2 separate regions of the Sus scrofa genome follow, and region 2 is linked to region 1. A link is a contact called in public Hi-C data. All regions are on one chromosome and are shown on one strand. Each heading gives the region's core, a stretch centred on a gene start, on an enhancer-like site or on the middle of the called end of the contact. The rest is flanking DNA. Distances are from core to core; before and after follow the strand shown.

Region 1 (6,371 bases), core at 2,829-5,328:
GATGCGAAGAAGCAGCAGAACCCCTCATTTGTACCCTTGGCCTCCAAAGGACAAAAGCCTTGACCTAGACCAGGATATTCCCGCCTCTGCCTTTGTGACGTTGTGGCCAGGCCGCTCTGTCTGGTGTGGGCTATTCTGGACGTAGTAGGATATCTGGCTTCCATCCTGATATCCATATTCTTGGCATATGCCAAGAATACACCCTTGTCACAACAATGCTGGGAGGGCCACACACATGGCAGCCCACCTGCCTTGCAGCCTTGACCAGGAACCAGTCAGTCATCCTCCAAAGTCAGCTGAAGGGCTGCTGTCACCTTGATGGCCATTCCTGCTGACAGAGCCAGCCTCCACTGGCTCCCCTGCATGAATGCTTCCCCCTCCCAGCCCCCCACCCCAGTAGACCTGGCTCAGCTGAGGGTCCTAGGGCAGGGAGAGAGGTATACCACTCTCAGACTTTTGGGCAGAGTCCCTGGGAGAGAAAGCAAGTATTGGGTGGGTGAAGTTACAGGCCCAGGCTAATCCCCATGGGCCTGTTCCCCTGCCTCAAGCAATCACCTCACTTTGTTCTGGGAAGGACACAGGAGGCGTTGTCCGCCTGAAGCCCCGTGTCCCCAAGTAGAAGAAGGTTGCTTGAGGGAGGCTGCACAGACCCAGGTTCAGAGGGGCCATGTCTCTGTCTCCCCAGGCAGCCCCCGCGACTGGCCCAAGGAGTGAGCAAGTGGGTTAAGAACGCAGCAGGACCCAGCGGGCGGGTTCAGGGAGGTGCTGAGCTCACAGGGGCCGGGAGAGGCCTGGCCCTCCACATGCCTGGGCCCTGACTCACTGCCCAGCACTGGCCGGACGCCCGGACCGCCTTGGCCCTGTGGCTTCCAGCCTGCACCCCCACCCCCGCCCCTGCCTGCTCTTCCTCCGAGAAACGACCTATCAGTGGCCACCAGCTCTTTCCCAAATTTTGGAGGCCAGCCAGGAGCCCACAGAGCGCTCGGCCAGCCTGGTTGAGGTGGGAGCAGGATTGGCAACCCCCAAACCCAGAGGTAATTGAGGAACCAAGGCCTTGCACCTGCATCACTAAGACCTGACCCCATGCGCTGCCTCCCCCCCCTCCACACCCGCTCCTCCTCCTGCACCCCCTCAGGCTAGCACCATCCCAAGCCAGTGGGGAGAAGCCATTTTTCACGAGGAGAAACTGAGGCACAGCCTGGTCCAGTCAGTTGCCCAAAGTCGCAGGACAATGACACCTTAGAAGGCTGAACTCACCAGTGGGGCCCTAGGGTCTGTGGAGGAGCATCTTGGTTTTTCAGGTGAGACACAGCCTCTGCGGCTCCTGTCCCTTGTCCCAGGTCACCCAGGTAGAAGGAAACCAAGCAAGGACTGGAACTCAGGAGTGTGCTTGGTGGAGACCTACCTACTGGGCAATGAAAAACCAAAATAACAAGTTCTAGATACTTTAAAATCACCAGTGATCAGCGGTTGCCATATATCCACACACCTGGCCAGTCTGGCTTATATTGGTGGTGCTCATATTGGTTATTGGTGCTTATATTAGTTATTGGTGTTTCTGGGGAAAATTCCCCAGGGTATGTGGAAGTCAAGAGGCTGAACCTCTCAAGCAGACCTCTGGCAAGTTTGGTGGGCCGAGGCTGGGGAGAGGCTGGGAGAACTGGTCACAGGGGAGTGACACAGACATGACAGTGCTTGGACCACTCTCAGGAAGGCACCAGGAGGCACCAGCCTCCCCAGCTGACTCAGAAGTGTGTACTGGGTAACCGTGAGCCACACTCCAGTGGATGCCATGAGCAGGTGCTGTGTGCCGGCTTCCAGTGTCCTTACAGGTGATCAAACAAGCATAGAGATGGCAAGCTATTTGTGGAAGGTTTCACAGCTGATGGGTGGCAGAGCCCGCATTAGAGCTGGATCCACAACTTGTACTCTCTTTTTTTTTGTTTTGTTTTTTTTTTTTTCTCTTTTTGCCATTTCTTGGGCCGCTCCTGTGGCATATGGAGGTTCCCAGGCTAGGGGTTGAATCGGAGCTGTAGCCGCCGGCCTACGCCAGAGCCACAGCAACGCAGGATCTGAGCCAAGTCTGCCACCTACACCACAGCTCACGGCAACGCTGGAACCTTAACCCACTGAGCAAGGCCAGGGACCGAACCCTCAACCTCATGGTTCCTAGTCAGATTTGTTAACCACTGAGCCACGACGGGAACTCCCCACAACTTGTACTCTTAACCCAGACCTATGATTGAGATCATCTCAGTGATAAAGCTGTAACTGTTTGGGTGATGCCTCTATGGGAGGCCCAGGGAGAGAGAAGTCATTTGAGCCCAGATAGACCAGAGTCCCTGGGAATAAAAATGTGGAGACTGGAGTTCCCGACTAGGAACCATGAGGTTGCGAGTTCAATCCCTGATCTTGCTCAGTGGGTTAAGGATCCAGCGTTGCCGTGAGCTGTGGTGTAGGTTGCAGACGGGGCTCAGATCTGGCGTTGCTGTGGCTAAGGTGTAGGCCGGTGGCTTCAGCTCCGATTCAACCCCTAGCCTGGGAATCTCCATATGCCACAGATGTGGCCTTAGAAAAAGACAAAAAAAAAAAAAAAAAAAAAAAAAAAAATGTGGAGACAGTGATCCTTGCAGGGGGAACAGTAAATGCAAAAGGTAGGTGTTCAGAGGCAGCCGAGGGGCCAGCATGGAGAGGACCACAAGGCCACAGGGCTGGATCATGCCAGGCCTGCAGTCCTCAATGAGACATGAGGAGGATTTTCGGATTGGGGAGGGGCCCCAGAGTTGGGGCTTGGGGAAAGGGAAGCCTGACAGTGGCCTCTTGACACACGTCATGGTGCAGAGCCCAGTGGACTAGGGGGCTAGTCTCACTGAACCCCCAAGCTCCCCCCTCCATCCCACTCACAGCCATGTGTACAGCGTGGGAGAGGAGGCAGGGGTGAGCAGAGCAGCTGTGCTGGGGAGGAGCCCCTTCACCCAGGGCAGGAGTCAGTGCTGAAACCTGAGCTGCCTGGAGGGGAGGCAGGACAGGTCCCAGGAGTCCTGGAGGCTGTCCCCGCACTGGCCTCCACTCCCGGACACACGCTGCTGCCCTGCTTGGTGGGGTGGATGATCTGACCAGTGACCGCTCAAACTCCAACTCTCAGCTGCTCTCTCATCCCTTCATCAACAAGGGAATTCACTTCCTGGGGGAGGGGAGAGGGCTCAGATGGGGGAGGGGCCGGCATGGGGACAGCTCTCCCCCCCTTTCCTCCCTCCCTTCCTGCCCCCCCTTCCCTCCCACGGACCTGGGCTCAGCCCAGCAGGCTCCAGCCTGACTCACCACAGGCAGCTGTGGTTTCGGATGCCGGGCTGGGGGCGGCAGAGGACACGAGTTGGGGCGACAGGCTTGGGGGAGCAGTTTCCTCCCACTGTCCAGCCGGTCCTGGCCAGAGCTGTTGAGCCGGTGGAGAGGGGGAGGTCAGGGTCCCTCATGCCTGCACCTTGTTCTCTAGGTCCAGTCTGCTCCCCACCCCTTTGTGGGGCTGGGCCCACCGACCAGCTCCAAGTGACATTCACACCTTTCCCTAGGGGACCCCACTGGAGCACAGAGAGGACCACCACCAGGCTGCCCCCACCCCCCTGCGCGCCCTCGGGCTCCTGGAGGAGAGAGGCAAATGGGGGTTGGGTCCCACTAGGAATTGCGGGAGCCCAGCCCTGTGACCCAGTCTCCATTTTCCCATCCCTAAAATGGGCTTTGGGCTTGTCCCCTACTTAGGCAGCAGAGGAGTTAACCCCCCAAAAGCATTTGCTTTTATTTGTCCTGAGGTTCTAATCCTGAGTGTCTGTGTCACACTCAGTGCCATGAAGGGGGTGCCTGCCGAAGGATTTCAGTAACTACCCGCTCCCTTAATGGAAAATTGCCTAGGCCAGAGACCAGAAGCTTCCATCACCTCTGGCCTCTCCCAGACTCTGCCTCACTTCGGGACCTCCTAAGTTCTGCCCCACCCGCCCCTGGCGGCACCCTCGGCCCCTCCAGCGTGCCTGGCCACTCAGGCTCATTTGTCCAGTTTGCCACACGGCTGAGCATGAAGTCAGTCAATCAAACAATTATCGACCGTCCGTGTGTGCAGGCCCCGGACACTTCCTGTGCGGTCTGCTCAGCTTTCGCCCCCAGAGGCATTTTGGAACCTTCCCAGGACAAAAGGCGGAAGGAAGGAAGGAAGTGCCACCCAGTGGACACAGAAAAGATAACAGTCCCTGCGGCTCCTGGTGCTTCTCTCCACCAGATCGCCTGGCACTCGCCAAGCTGGGGAGGTGGAGATCAGCAACGCCGCCACTTCACTTGGGGAAACTGAGGCTCTGATGGATCCAAGGTCATCCAGCTCAACCCAGGCCGCCTGGCCCAGTATGTGCTCTTTCTTCCCACATTGGCCCCACACTCCGGGTCTTTTGCTCCTGGGCCCATCACTGCCATCTCTCAGTCCACTCTGTAAGGCAGGGAAACCCCATTTCACAGGTCCCGCTGGGTTCAGCCCACGGAGGGTACTGGTGGAAGGGGTCCTGGAGGTGGGGAGAGGCCTGAGTCTGCCATGGACCGGTCTCCAAGGTTCCCATAGCTCCTGGGCTCCGGGAGCAGGGCATCTTCCTCTGCTGTTATTTGTGGATGACTTCTTGTTTCTGCATCTGGTCTTTTTATTTATTTATTTATTTATTTTAGTAGTATTTAGCATTATTCTCAGTTGTAGTCTGATATACATAACATAAACTTTATTTTTTTGGCTGCATCTGCTGCATGCAGAAGTTCCTAGGGCCAGGGGTCGTACCTGGGCCACAGCAGTGCCCAGAGCCACTGCATTGACAACACAGGATCCTTATTAACCTCCTGAGCCACCAGGAAACTCCCTGAACTTTACCATCTAAACCATGTTGCAGGAGTTCCAGTTGTGGGGCAATGGAATCTCCAGTGTCTCTGGGACACTGGGATGCAGGTTCAATCCCCAGCTTGGCACAGTGGGTTAAGGATCTGGCATTGTCTAGCAGCAGTAACTATGGCTCAGATCTGATCCCTGCTCTGGGAATTCCATATGCCACAAGGTGGCCAAAAAAGAAAAAACAGAAAAAGCATGCTGCAGCTCAGTGGCATTACGCACACTCCCATTGTGCCACCATCCCCACCATCCATACAGCTCTTTCCTCTTGCAAACCTGAAAGCCTGTACCGATTACCTGCCAACTCCCCATCCCTGTCCCTCAGCCCCTGGCACCCGCTGTCCTACTTTCTGTCTCTAGGAATTTGACTACACTAGTGACTTCATGTAAGCGGAATCAGACAGTAGTTATCTTTTTGTAACTGACTGATTTCCCTTTAGCACAATGACCTCGAGATCTATCCATGTCTTAGCCCGTGTCCCAGTTTTCTTTCTTTTTCAGGCTGAAAAATATTCCATTGTATATATACACATATTTTTTACCTCTTCACCTGTGGATGGACATGTGGGTTGTTTCCACCTTTGGCTATTGCAAATAATTCTATGAACTCAGGTGTGCAAATATTTAGGTCACTGATTTCAATTCTTCTGTGTTTATATACCCAGAAATGGAACTGCTGGATCACATGATAGTTCCCTTTTTTTTTTCTTTTTTTCCTTTTTCCTTTTTTGGCCTCCCTGCAGCATATGGAGGTCCCAGGTTAGGGATCAGATCTGAGCTGCATTTGTGACCTAAGCCACAGCTGCAGCAACACCAGATCCTTTGACTCACTGTGACAGGCCAAGGATTGAACCTGTGTCCTGGAGCTGCAGAGATGCTGCCAATCCTGTTGCAGCACAATGGGAACTCTGATAGTTCTTTCTTTTTTTTTTTTTTAATGTGATCTCTTGCAGGTATGAGGTTATTTCAATATTGGGAACTGGTACTAATTAACAAGGTTTCAACAGGGTAATAAGTTACCCATTTTGGTGTCTGCGTGTTGTAAACTTTTTTTTAAAAACTCAGTTTTATATATTTATAGTAGTACAAGCATCATCATAACCCAGTTTTATAGCATTCCCATCCCTCCCCCCACAACCTGTCTTCTTTGGTAACTGTAAGTTTTTCAAAGTCTCTGAGTCGGTTTCTGTTCTGCAAAGAAGTTCATTGTATCCTGTTTTTAGATTCCACATATTAGTGATAGCATATAACATTTGTGTCTGTCTAACTTCACTTAGCATGATAATTTCCAGGTCCATCCATGTTGCTGCAAATGCCGTTATTCCATTCCTTTTTATGGCTGAGTAATGTTCCATTGTGTTTATGTACCACATCTTCCTTAGCCACTCCTCTCTCCGTGGACATTTAGGTTTCTTCCATGTCTTGGCGATTGTATATAGTGCTGCAATGAACATTGGAGTAC
Region 2 (6,371 bases), core at 1,232-3,731, 120 kb before region 1:
TGACATCCTGGAAAAGACAAAACTATGGAGACAGAGGAAAGGTCAGTGTTTGCCGGGAGTAGGGGGGAGTGTTGGGTGGAGCACAGAGGATTTTTAGGGAAGTGAAACTATTCATTTGATGCTGAAATGGTGTGGATACATTTGTCAAAAGCCATGGAATAGGCAACACCAAGAGTGAACCTTAATATAAAGTATGAACTTTGGGGATTTCCTGCTGTGGTGCAACAGGATTGGCAGTCTTGAGAGCACTGGGATGCAGGTTCGACCCCCAGGCCTGGTACAGTGGGTTAAGGACCTGGCATTGCCGCAGCTGTGGCTTGGGTTGACACTGTGGCTCGGATCTGATCCCTGGCCCAGGAACTCCATATGCCGTGGGTTGGCCACAAAAGAAAAAAAAAGATAAAATACGGACTTTGGGTGATAATGATATCAATGTAGCTTCATTATACCAAATGTACTCTGCTGGGGAATGTCGATAATGGGGGAGGCTGTGTGTGCGGGGGCAGGGTTTATACAGGAAATCTCTGTGCCTTCTGCTCAATTTTGCTGTGAACCTAAAACTGCTCTAAAAAATAGTCAAGTTGAAAAGAGGAAAAACAATTTCTTTAAAAGGGAAAAAAGCAGCAAAACAAAACCCCATGTTTGTTTTGCTGCTTTTAAAAGGTACAGACAAAAGTCTAGAAGGATATAATGATACTTATTGAGCCACATTCCCATGATGGGCATAAGCCTTTTAAATGCATTATCTTGTTTAACTCCCATCAAAATGTACATCACAGGTAAGGAGAGGAGGAGTGATTTTTTTTTTTTTTTGGGTCATTTCTAGGGCTGCACCGCAGCATGTGGAGGTTCCCAGGCTAGGGGTCTAATCGGAGTTGTAGCCACCAACCTACACCAGAGCCACAGCAACTCTGGATCTGAGCCACATCTGCGACCTACACCACAGCTCAAGGCAATGCCAGATTCTTAACCCACTAAGTAATGCCAGGGATCGAACCTGCAACCTCATGGTTCCTAGTAGGATTCGTTAATCACTGAGCCATGACGGGAACTCCGAGGAGGAGTGATTTTTAATTTTCTTCTCTTTCCTGGCAGCCTTTACTCATACTGTTTTACTATTAAAAACAATGACTTCTGGAGTTCCCGTTGTGGCCCAGTGGGTTAAGAACCTGACTAGTATCCATGAGGATGCTGGTTCTATTCCTGGACTCAATAAGTGGGTTAAGGAAAATAAACAAAAAAGAAAGCAACTACTTCTTTAACAGTGAATATTTCAGATTACTTTTTTTGAGGTGGGGGGCTGCATCTGCTGCAAGTGGAAGTTCCCGGGCCAGGGGTCAAACCCAAGCTGCAGCTGCAGCCTGTGCTACAACCTCAGCAATGCCAGGTCCTTAACCCAATGAGCCACCAGGGAACTCCTTGGGTTACTTTTACAGTAAGAAAAAAATGGTTTGAAAAAATGTAAAGGACAGAGAGTTCCTGTGGTGGCTCAGTAGGTTAAGGATAGGACTAGTATCCATGAGGATGCAGGTTCAATCCCTGGCCTTGCTCAGTGGGTTAAGGATCTGGCATTGCCGTGAGCTGTGGCGTCAGTCACAGACACAGCTCGGATCTGGCATTGCCATGGCTGTGGTGTAGGCTGGCAGCTGCCAGGCAGGCTCCGTTCTCTCCACCTCCTGCCCAGAACCCCTCATCCCATGATCCCTCATCCCGCCAGGGCTCTTCTCCCTGTGGGCTCTGCAATCCCCACCCCCCTAGCCTGAGGACCTCCATATGCTGCAGGTATGGCCCTGAAAAAATGCAAAACAAAATTTAAAAAAGTAAAGAACCAGAGTTCCCGTCTTGGCGCAGCGCAAATGAATCTGAGTAGGAACTATGAGGTTTTGGGTTTGATCCCTGGCCTCCCTCAGTGAGTTAAGGTTCTGGCATTGCCGTGAGCTGTTGTGTAAGTCACAGATGTGGCTCAGATCCTGCGTTGCTGTGGCTATGGCGTAGGCCGTCAGCTGTAGCTCTGATTTGACCCCTAGCCTGGGAACCTCCATATGCAGCAGATGAGGCCCTAAAAAGCAAAGGGAAAAAAAAAAAAGGTAAAGGACCCAGAGAAGGCAGAGAAATAAAGGACTCCTCTGCCTGATTTCAGCAGCTCTGGGTCGTTGGAGGCGACGCCTGGTCCCAGAGCGTCCTGCTCCTCGTCAGTCTGCCCTACATCCCTCCTGGTTCCCTAGGGACCACAGATCTGGATGCCAGTGAATTAGATCAACTTATTTCTGTCTTTGAAGGAGCCAGCTGTGGAGGAAGGGCTGCAAAGCCCCCAGGGACCGGATTGTGACATACTTACAGCCATGATGCCATTGAAGAAAGATAACAGTTTCTTCAAGGAATAATACGTAGTGTGTACTTCAGCCATGTCGGCCAGACTGGTGTGCTCTGACCATTTAAGTCAGCATCTTCCTAAACCTCTGGGCTATGTTTTCCAAGATGGTAGAGGTTTGGGGGCACCAAAGCTGACCTGCTCTGCCCCCTCTCTTTCCTGATTGCCTCTTTCTCTGCATGGAAGGGGGTCTAGCAGCTGCCTCTCTTCAGTCATCAGCCTTTATCACATCACAATCAGATGCCAGAGCAAGGATCCTAGTGCTAGGGAAGTAGGTGCCCCAAACTGCACCCTGCTGGTTCCTCATTCTCCAAATGGGTCACACCAAGGATGGAGAAGAGACATGGTGTGCCACCCTGGTACCCCTTTGATGCTACCCAGGCCCTGTGGGCATAGTGCTCAGCACTGACCAACTATGTAGCTAATGCCCCCACTAGACTGGAACCTCCTAGTGGACAGGGGCCTGGGTTCTCCTACCCATGGCTATGTTCCCAAAGCCTGATACACAGTGGTGCTCAAGAAACCTCTGTGGAATGAACAAAGAGGTTCCACAAAGCAGGAATCTAGCTGCAAGCCTTCAGGTTCCCCAAGTCCCTCCCTACACCTTAGCTCACTGAGTTCATCCTCTTCACAGAGCTCAGAGAGGCCAAGGTAACTGCCCACAGCCACACAGGCAGCAGAGCCAAGGCTGGGCTTTGGAGTTCCCAGAGTGATACAAAGGTAAGAACTCAGACCCCTGTGTACCTGAGAGCCTGTACTTTCTCCATCCAAGGTCTGCTCATCCACAGCTAGTGAAGATACTGTCCTTGAGCCCATGTGTCATTGATCACTAGGCCTTTCTTGATAACACAGACACAGAGGGCATCTCACAGCAAAAAAATGTACTTGTAGGCTCTGATGGCTCCCAGGCCCAGTTCCTTGCAGCCACTAGCCCCTACTGTCTCTCTCTCTCCACCCCATCTAGGTCCAAGCCTGTGCTCCTCCGTGCAGCTTGTCTGTGGCCAGGTCCTGGAGGGCTCAGGGTTTTCATGATCTTCGGTAACTCCCAAGGCCCAACTAAAGAAAGAAAATACTTTCCACTTGAATTAACTGAATGAATGTTTGTCAAATTGCCTGCTCCTTGGAACATGTAAAACTAAGCAAGATGTTTCTGAAGGCGTCACTGTCTCCTCCCTGGACCATGGGTCACATCAATGCTAGGAGTGCGTCCTTCCACATCTTTTTCTAAAAGGTCATTTGAAATAAGGAGCCTCAGAACTAGGATCTGAGGGCCCAAAAATAGGAGTACAAAGGTGGGGAGAAAACAGAGGCAAAGAGCAGGACAGAAGGACGGCAAAAGAGGGAGGGAAAATGAAGGACAGATATAGGGCAGGGAAGGTGGGGGGGCAGAGTGGTGTGGACGTAGGGTCCTGCTCCAAAGGTAAGCAGCCCTGGCCGAAACTGGGAAATGAGTACCTAACGCTGGACGTGGCTGGAGCCCCAGAGACAGCCCCGCCCCCGAGGCAGCCCCGTCCCCGAGGCAGCCCCGCCCCGAGGCAGCCCCGCCCCGAGGCAGCCCCGCCCCCGCCCCGCCCCGACTTCCCAGCAAGACGGAGGCCCACGTCCCGGCCTCGCGCACCCCCTGGTGGCCATCAGAGAAAATACTGCCCTTCCTACTCGCCGAGTCTGACTCTCCTAGCCAGATACATCTATTTTTTTTACTTTTTTATTATTTGCTTTTTAGGGCCGCACCCACGGCACATGGAAGTTCCCAGGATAGCGGTCAAATCGGAGCTACGGCTGCGGGCCTGTGGCACAGCCACAGCAAAGGTGGATCCTAGTCGAATCTGCTACTTAGGCCACAGCTCACAGCAACGCTGGATTTCCCAACCCACTGAGCCAGGCCAGGGATGGAACTCTCATCCTCATGGAAATCGATTCGTTTCTGCTGCGCCACAACGGGAACTCCCAGATACACCAAAATGTGCCTCTGTCCCCCAGGGCCGCCACTCAGCACTCCGGCGTGAGGAAATGGAGAGGCAAGACCCACCCCTAAGTCCCCCCAACACACACACACACACACACACACTGAATTGATGCAAAGAGACAGAATAGCGCAGGCATCCTGCGAACTGAAAATTCAAGACATTTGGGAGGGAAAGAAAACAAAAAGCAAAAAACAAACAAACAAACAAAAAAACACTGAAGAAAGCCGGTGAAATTTATCAGAGGTCAAAGGGTCTAGAAAACAGTGATAAACCCCTCTTGAGGTGGCGCTATAGAGCAATTAGGAGGACACTGAAACACCACTGCAGAATAACAGAGGATTGGAATTACTGTTGTGGCTCAGCAGAAACTAACCCAACTAGTATCCATGAGGATGGGGTTTCTATCCCTGGCCTTGCTGGGTGGGTTAAGGATCCGGCATTGCCCTGAGCTGTGGTGTAAGCCAGCAGCTGCAGTTCCAGTTCGACCCCTGGCCTGGGAACTTCCATAGGCTATGGGTACAGCCCTGAAAAAATAAATTAATAAATAAATAAACAGAAGAGTCAGTCCAGTATTTCCTTAATTACAGGGCTTAGGTGTGTTAAGAGTCCTAATGTATTTCTCCACATCCTTGGTCTTTTTTTTTTTTTTTTTTTTTTTTTTTTTTAGTATAGTAGCTTTTTAGGGCTGCACTTGCAGCATATGGAAGTTCCCAGGCTAGGGGTCAAATCAGAGCTGTAGCTGCAGGCCTACACCACAGCCACAGCAATGCCAGATGCAAGACACGTCTGTTACCTACACCACAGCTCATGGCAACACCGTATCCTTAACCTACTAAGCGAGGCCAGTGATCGAACCTGCTTCCTCTTGGATACTAGTCAAGTTCATTACTGTTGAGGCACCACAGGAACTTGACTTGGCCTTCTTCCTTATATTTTATTTTATTTTTCCTTCTTTATACTTTAGAGTTTTTAAAAAGCACAAATTCCAAGAATATGGAGTGTCTTTCACACACACAGCAGTTATATCAATAACTCATATCAGTCTATGAACTGTCCTGAAATTGATGTATTTATCATCAACAGCAACATCAGAGATTCTGGGGATAGGTTCACCTTGTCAATTGCTCTTCTAAAATTTGTAGCATTGATGTATTTGTGTATTTAGGCCCCACAAAACATGGACCCCACCCTTGACAAGGGGGCATGTTATGGTTTAAGTTATGTTAGTAACAATCATTGAGGGAGGAGGTGACAAATCAGAATTCACCATCCAACAGAAAAGTCTGGAGTGCAGGAAAGAGAAGTTCCTGTTCATGCTGAGACTGGTCCTCTTGCTTGGCATCATTCACTTGCTCTGGGTCTCCCAGACCATGGACTTCAGCCCTTGACAGGGATGGGTGCATGGGTGTCATGGGCTATAGCATCATGGGTTGACATCTTTGACAAAAAGTAGAAGATCTTAGTGACAATCACTGCTGTCAACTGAAAAGGAAGCAGACAGCATTTCCACAGTTAGGGATTTTTTTATTTGGATTTATAGTTTTAAAATTCCATTTTTTTTCATCTTTTTCACATTCTGACTTATTTTGGAGCCTCTGTGCTCACTCCCGAGTACTAAGGCCCTGTGCGTTAGGGGGTGACAGGGAGGCCCCTGTCCTCACTGCTCACTGCTCTCCCCAGTTCTCTTTCTCTCTTTGTAAAAATCCAGAATGTCTACCCCTTCAGCCTAGCAAAGTCTTAGCTTCTGGAAAGGAGAGGAGTAAACCAGGAGCACCAAAAATATCCTGGATAATATTCAAAATTCTCCAGCCACAAAGTACAACCCACGTAGCAATGAGCCAGACAGAGAAGAGTGTCTTGGGGATGGTGACTGGGGGGCCTGGGGAACCTGGTGAGGGTTCAGACAGATATGGCCACCAGACCAGTGGGTGCTGGTGGCACTTAAGGGGCTCCTGCTTTTAGAATATGGGTCTCAAGTTATAATTTCCTCTCTCTCACTTTTTTTTTTTTTTTGCTTTTTTGTTTTTTTGTTT

Evidence for each region. Hi-C and Micro-C count contacts between places; a contact is called where the count stands out from the background.
Region 2: a contact with region 1 is called in a Hi-C map of embryonic fibroblasts, with 2.7 times the contacts expected there. The contact joins the promoter of TSPAN16 here to the enhancer-like site in region 1. A contact is called at or near these places in 1 of 5 promoter capture datasets (liver), 5 of 47 Hi-C or Micro-C datasets (embryonic fibroblasts, liver, retroperitoneal adipose tissue and 1 more) and 1 of 2 datasets of contacts at active chromatin or transcription factors (skeletal muscle).

Annotation. Positions count from the first base shown.
Region 1 is chr2:69,876,173-69,882,543 of Sscrofa11.1, reverse strand. No RefSeq gene overlaps it. Among named protein-coding and RNA genes, the nearest start is that of SPC24, 11 kb to the left of the region's middle. Within about 2 kb of position 4,078, at least 48 of the 83 cell types and tissues checked have an H3K27ac peak or open chromatin away from gene starts, as enhancers often do. A contact at or near this core is called in embryonic fibroblasts, liver, retroperitoneal adipose tissue and 1 more, where this site is marked.
Region 2 is chr2:69,995,289-70,001,659 of Sscrofa11.1, reverse strand. TSPAN16 (tetraspanin-16) reads right to left here and starts at 2,481. Exons shown (of 6, transcript XM_021083874.1): 1 at 2,339-2,481. The coding sequence starts at 2,407.